Linked DNA regions of Sus scrofa: region 1 is linked to region 2. The links are chromatin contacts, called in public Hi-C maps. All regions are on one chromosome and are shown on one strand. The core of a region is the stretch at or near the end of the contact, and the rest is flanking DNA. Distances in the headings are between cores, read along the strand shown. Region 1 has its middle 89 kb from the start of FAM43A. Region 2 holds the start of FAM43A (protein FAM43A).

Evidence for each region. A called contact is a pair of places that touch in the nucleus more often than the background predicts.
Region 1: a Hi-C map of skeletal muscle shows a contact between it and region 2, with 7 times the contacts expected there. The contact joins the enhancer-like site here to the promoter of FAM43A in region 2. A contact is called at or near these places in 4 of 47 Hi-C or Micro-C datasets (embryonic fibroblasts, psoas muscle and skeletal muscle) and 1 of 2 datasets of contacts at active chromatin or transcription factors (skeletal muscle).

What each region holds. Positions count from the first base shown.
Region 1 is chr13:131,749,562-131,752,783 of Sscrofa11.1, forward strand. No RefSeq gene overlaps it. Among named protein-coding and RNA genes, the nearest start is that of FAM43A, 89 kb to the left of the region's middle. Within about 2 kb of position 1,385, at least 9 of the 83 cell types and tissues checked have an H3K27ac peak or open chromatin away from gene starts, as enhancers often do. A contact at or near this core is called in skeletal muscle, where this site is marked.
Region 2 is chr13:131,660,741-131,664,029 of Sscrofa11.1, forward strand. It overlaps FAM43A (protein FAM43A), which reads left to right and starts at 1,734. Exons shown (of 1, transcript XM_003132600.4): 1 at 1,734-3,289. The coding sequence starts at 2,745.

The sequences.
Region 1 (3,222 bases), core at 135-2,634, 88 kb after region 2:
AGCCTCGGTCCCTCCCCTGTAAATAAGAATCATAATCTACCTGACAGAGGATCAAAGAGATGATGTTTATGGAAGTGCTTTGTAGACTTTGAAGCCTTCTTTCAGTAGGGAAATTGGCAAGACAGCAGGGGCTTGGGAATTAGACCTGGATCCAGATGAGGTCCCTCCACGTAAATATCGGAAGATTTGGGGCAAGTCAAGCACCTGTTCACAGCCTCAGTCTCTGACCTGTAACATGGGCTCATTCTGCTCTTTGTCCCCGCTCACCGACCTGAAACCTTCCTGCCGGAACGGTCATCTGTGAAATCTCCAGAGAACCAAGGCTTGGCTTCAACTTTCTCAAGAGCAATTATTCAGATGTTGTGGGGGCAGGGGTTCCCTGTGGCTGGAACCCAGCCTCCCCCACCTTGTTTTTATTTTTACGCCCCCGAAGTCCAAAACCAGCTGTCTGAATCACTCCCGAACAGAGCCAAAACAATTTTCATGCGTCACAGGAGGCCACAGGCTCCAGCCACGCCTCAGGATGATGTACTAAAAATATCTTCCCAGCACTATTTTTAAGGCCCTGCAGGCTGCTAACCACAGGTGGAGAGAGAACTCCTCACTGCCTGCATGCAAACTCCAAGTTTATGGCCAGGTGGGGCCTTGGGTCAGTTAAGGAGCTGGACTTAAACCCCCACATCCTCCTCTCTGACCACAGGGATAGCTGACGGTGCAAGGCCACCCTGCAAGTACAGCCTTGCCTTCTCCGGGGACACTGCCAGGCAGACAGGGCCACCATTATGTCAGCTGTGTCAACCTTTCCACACTGGACAGTCTCTGAACCCCTGACACAGAGGCTTCTGCCAAGCCAGGGCAGTGGACGTTCATCCCTCATGTTCAAATGATCATTTATAATTTTGAAAGCATATTCATATCTATTCCTTCCCTGATCCTCATGGCACTCCTGCTAATTGGATATTACTATCCCCATTTCTCAGATTAGGAAAATAAAGGATTATTTGTGCTCTTGCAACATCCCTGTTAGGGTATAGAATGCAAAACAAATTCTTGGGTGTATCTGAAGGTGGGATGACCGTGGCCAGCACAGGATAGGCTCAGCGTTCCCTTCTCAGACGGCTACACAGCGCCACACCCACCTCCCCTAGAATAAGACTTCTCACTATCCTTTCACTCATTCATTCATTCATTTGAATACCCATTCCCTGAATACCCATGCCAGGCCAGGCCCACCCTGTGCTAGGCTCAGAGGTAAATGTCACCCCTGTCTCGGGGAGGTGACAGCGACAGGACACAATTCCTAAGTACATGTTGGGCACAGGGTGGTGGCAGACGTCATGAAAAGCTTCAGGAGTGAGGTCATCCCTATGGGTGTCTGAAGGCTGAGTGGCAAATAGAAGAGCCAGATGGGGGAGGAGCAGCCTGGGTCAGGCGGGAGGCACTGGGAGTGTGTGGAAGGGAAATGCAGGTCAGATCCGGTGTGGCCAGGAGGCAATGACCGTGAGGCTGGTCCATCAGCAGGGTCAGGGTGGAGGCACAGGGCTGTCTGGAGGGCGGCGGGAGTCACTGGAGGTTCTCAGCAGAGAACAGCATGATTGCATGGGGGTTTTGGAGGCGTCCTTGTGCTGGCTGTGTGGAGGACTGGAGGGGAGCAAGGCTGGGGAGAAGGAGGCCAGATGGAGGTTGTTAAAATAGTTCAGGTGAGACAGAATCAGGGCCTGGACAGAGATAGGTGGAGTCAGAGAGGATGAAAAAGCAGAATCTGATCCTAGAGGTACTTAAAAGTAATTAAAAGGTAGGCTGAAAATTAGTCACAGGGCTTAGTGACCCATTGGATGTGTGAAGACAGGAGGAATGAGTCTGAGGTCTGCCCAGGGTCAACTCTGGGTGACTGGGAGCAGGCCGGTGCCTTTCGGGGAGCAGGGGACACAGAGGAGGAGTAGGTGGAGGGGAAGGGCAGGCTTGGTTTGAGTCTGCTGTGGTAAGGAGCCACTGGGACATCCAAGCGGCCACATGAAGCAGGATGTCAGATATATAATTGGGAGCTCAGAGGAGAAATTAGGCATGGATGTATCAGTTTGGAAGGGGGTGGGGAGTTGATAAAATCTGTAGAGCAGTGGGTCTCATTCTCACTCTCACTGAAACCAACGGGAGAGCTTAAATGAGAAGAAAAGGAAAGATACTGGTATCTGGGGCCTGCTTCCAGAATTCAATTACTGATTCAGTTACTGCAGATATGGGCCTTGGCATCGGTATGTGTGTATACACACACACACACACACACACACATATATGTATACACGTACCAATGCAAGTATATAACTGTATTTATTATAGATATATATGTATACATATGCATATTTCAGAAAACATTTTTAAAATAAAAGATTTATTCGCAAATCATTTAATTCATTCATTTATAGGGTACATTCAATATTTATGAATATATGTAACTATCATCATTATCTATTTTAAAATATATTCATCATCCTGAAAAGAAACCCTGTACCTATTAGTAGTCGCTTCCCATTTCCCTGCAAAACTCCCAGTTCCAGGTCACCACTAATCTACTCTCTGTGTCTATAATTTTGCCTACTCTGGACATTTCACATAAAGTGAATCGTGTAGCACGTGGCTTTTTGTAATTGGCTTCTGCACTTAGCATAATGTTTTAAGGTACATATCATTACTTATTTATTTTTATTTATTATTTAATTTTTTTACTTTTTATTTATTTTATTATTGTATGGCTATGCCACATTTTCTTTATGCATTCATCTGTTGATGGACATTTTGAATATTTCCAGCTTTTGGCTGATATGAATATCACTACAGCCACTCATGTACAAGTTTTTTTTGGCATATATTTTCACTGCTCTTGACTATCTATATTCCAGGGGTGGAATTGCTAGGTCATAGGGTAAATTCTGTGTTTAACATTTTGAGGCAGACTGTTTTCCAGAGTGGCTGCATCAGTTTTTAATCCTATCAGCAATGCACGAGGGTTCCAACTTCTCCACATCCTCACCAGCACTTGTTGGTGTCTTTAAAAAATTTTTTTAAATATAGTTGATTTACAATGTTGTATTAGTTTCAGGTGTATAGCAAAGTGATTCATATATATATTTGTATACATATATATTAGATTCATTTCCTTTATAGATTATTATAAGGTATTAAATATGCTCCCTGAGGCATCAGTGTATTTTAAAAGTTCCCGGG
Region 2 (3,289 bases), core at 484-2,983:
GGAGGGCCCCAAATGCATGAATAGGAGACTTTCTTGTTTGATCAGGAAATTTTCTTCTTTCATTGTCGCAATCATTAAACACCACCCTAACCTGCACATGGGCATGCATTTTTATGGTCTCTAATTTTGCTACTCTCTATATCTGGAAAGCCCTTCAATTCTTCCCTGCTTGACACAATCCTGTTCATCCTTTAAACATCACCATCTCCGTGGAACTTTCTCTGATTTTCCTAGTCACAAAGAACTTTTTTCTCCCCGTTTCTCAGAATACTTTGGGTCCTTCTCAGGGCATTTTGTTCACTCTGAATTCCTGTGCACATGCATGTTTCATTCATTCATTCAAAAATTAAGTGATGCCAGGCACTGGGGGCAACAAGGGGCTCTCATAGAACCTGCATTCCAGCAGGAGCCCAGAGCTGGGTGAAGTTTACATCCTTCATTGGACTGGGAGGTTGTTGGAGACAGGAATTGAGTCTGCTCTCAGCTCTGGGACTAGCACCAAAAGGTACTCAGGAAAGTTAGTTATATTGAAACTCAGCACCAATGACGCTGAGAAAATTGGGTTAGAGTTCAAAGAAAGGTTAAAAGGGTAGATGGCCAGAGAATTTCATCTACATTGAAGAGCTATGCTGGTTCTGAAACCAGGACCTGACTTGGAAGCCAAGACATCCAGATCTCCAGGGTATGGGGTCTGGGGAGCAGGAGGGTCCACTGCCCTCCTCTGGGATGAGCTTGGGAATTTGAGGCAGAGTCATCCAGACACTTATGACCCATTCCAGCTAGAAGTGGTCTTGCTTTGATTGAGCAGAACATAGAGGCAATCCGGTTGTTTTAAGGGCCCAGAAATGAGTTACTAGCCAAGGGTCAGGCCGGTCAGATGATTAAAGCGACATTGTCCAGATGGCACTAGAGAAAAGAATGATTAATGCTAATCATTCTTGGTGTAGGGCGGCCGGGCATTATTTGACACAAATTTAAAAAGTCCTTTGAATTTTTACTAGGAATTCTTATCCATAATGTGACAAGGATGTAATAAAACCGAATGACTGGCCTGACAAAGTAAAATGAATTCCAACCAGACCCAAGCATTACTTAGAAATGGTATACATCTCTATAACCCGCTCTACTCTGAGGCTGATGGAAGGAGCATTGCTGGGGGTTAGGAGTGGTAAGACCTTATTTGTCAGATCTATACTATAGTATTACTTCTAATCGTCAACTACCACTCATCTCACTGTTCACTGTCTGCTCTGTACCTGTGGAGAAAGGGTTCCTCCATAGTGAGAGATAAGTCTCAGTGGTTTCCTTGCCCCTCTTTATTTTAATAAAATACAATTCTGAAAAAAAAAAATTAAACGTCACCCAGTCATTCTCAGCAGTCACACGCGGAATCACTATTTCCCCTACCTTTGGGCATATCGAATTATAGCCTAAATCCCATCTTGCACCACCTTCCCCAGAAGTTTCGATGGAGACACACATTTACTCAGTGAGTTGCGATTCAGCCTAGGGGTGGAGTGTCAGAATTCAGGTTGCTTTTCCTGCGGGGTAACCCCAGGTCTTGGCGATTTTCGCAGATAAAAGAGACGCAGGTAAATTTGGGTTGTAATGGCCAGATTGGACCGGTCTCCCCTTTCCCTCGTCCAAGGGCTGCAACCAGGTCCCTTTAAGAGACCAGGAACCCGTGGGGCGTCGGAGTCCGAAACGGAGCCTCTTCGCTGCTCCTCCCCTGTCCCCGCGCGGCGAATGGTTTGTGCCGGCCTATATTTACCCGAGATCTTCCTCTCGGACGGCAAGGATGTGAGGCTGGCGAGGCGGCTACTGCTCGTGGCACCGGAGGGGGCGCGCTGCAAAGGCGGGCAGCCGAGCGAAGAGATCCCGGGAGCGGAGTTGGACACTCTCCGGAGGGAAGAAATGAGGTAGCGACCGTCCCCGGAGCGGGCTATGCGCGTGCCCTGCCCTCGGAGCCCCGCGCTGCCCCGGCCGAGCCAGCCCGGACAGTGAGCCGGCGGAGCCGGAGTCCCCGGCGTCCTGCCGGAGCGAAGATGCAGTGACCCACCGAAGGACTGCTGCGCGGGGCCCGCTGGGGCCAGCCGGACCCACCATCTGAGTGCACTTGGGGCAAGCAGCTGATTCTGGGACCCGCTCGGCCGAGGGGCTTTTTGCCTCCAGCACCCCTTGGGGTGGGGAGCACTGGCTCCTGGGCACACTCGCGGTTGTTTCCGCGGTTTCTGGCCCTAGCCCTGGGGGTTGAGTGTGTGAATGTGAGAGGGGGGCCCTTTTCACCTTCGCCGAGGAGTTCCTGCGTATTCTCGCACCATCCCGGCTGCTCTTGCTGGGGCTCTCTCATTTATTTGCACGCGCGTATCTCTCTCTCTCTCTTTTTTTTCCTAAAGACATTTTCCGCTCCACTCTCGTGCTGTCTTTCTCTCATTTGGCTTGCCTAAGACTCTTTGCCCTCGTCCTGCCCAGGCTGGGGTAAATCTGTGTTCGTCCCCCCTCCCCCCAACTCCCGCAGTTAAACCTTTTCTTCTTTTTAAAAATTCTTTCCCTACCTCTTTCGGCGGGGTTCCGGAGCGCTATACACGCCCCCGCCCCCACTCCCTCCGACCCGGCCACTCCCAGCAGAGTTTTATTTTTCGGTCTTGCCCGGGCCCAGCCCGGCCGGGGCGGGTGGCTCAGCCGGGCTTCCACCCGGCGCTCCGCCGCCACCGCCGCCAGCTGCGCGGGGGCGCCCTCCGGAGATGCTGCCGTGGAAGAAGCATAAGTTCGAGCTGCTGGCCGAGGCGCCGCCACGGCAGGCGTCCAAGCCCAAGGGCTACGCGGTGAGCCTGCACTACTCGGCGCTCAGCTCGCTGGCTCGGGCTTGCCCCGAAGGCGCGCTCAGCAGGGTGGGAAGCATGTTCCGCTCCAAGCGCAAGAAGCTGCATATCACCAGCGAGGACCCTACTTACACCGTGCTCTACCTGGGCAATGCCACCACCATCCAGGCGCGCGGCGACGGCTGCACTGACCTAGCGGTGGGCAAGATCTGGAGCAAGAGCGAGGCGGGCCGTCAGGGCACCAAGATGAAGCTGACTGTGAGTGCGCAGGGTATCCGCATGGTGCACGCCGAGGAGCGCGCGCTGCGCCGCCCAGGCCACCTCTACCTGCTGCATCGTGTTACCTACTGCGTGGCGGACGCGCGACTGCCCAAGGTCTTCGCCTGGGTGTACCGGCACGAGCTCAAGCACAAGGCAGTAATGCTACGCTGCCACGCGGTGCTGGTGTCCAAGCCCGAGAAGGCGCA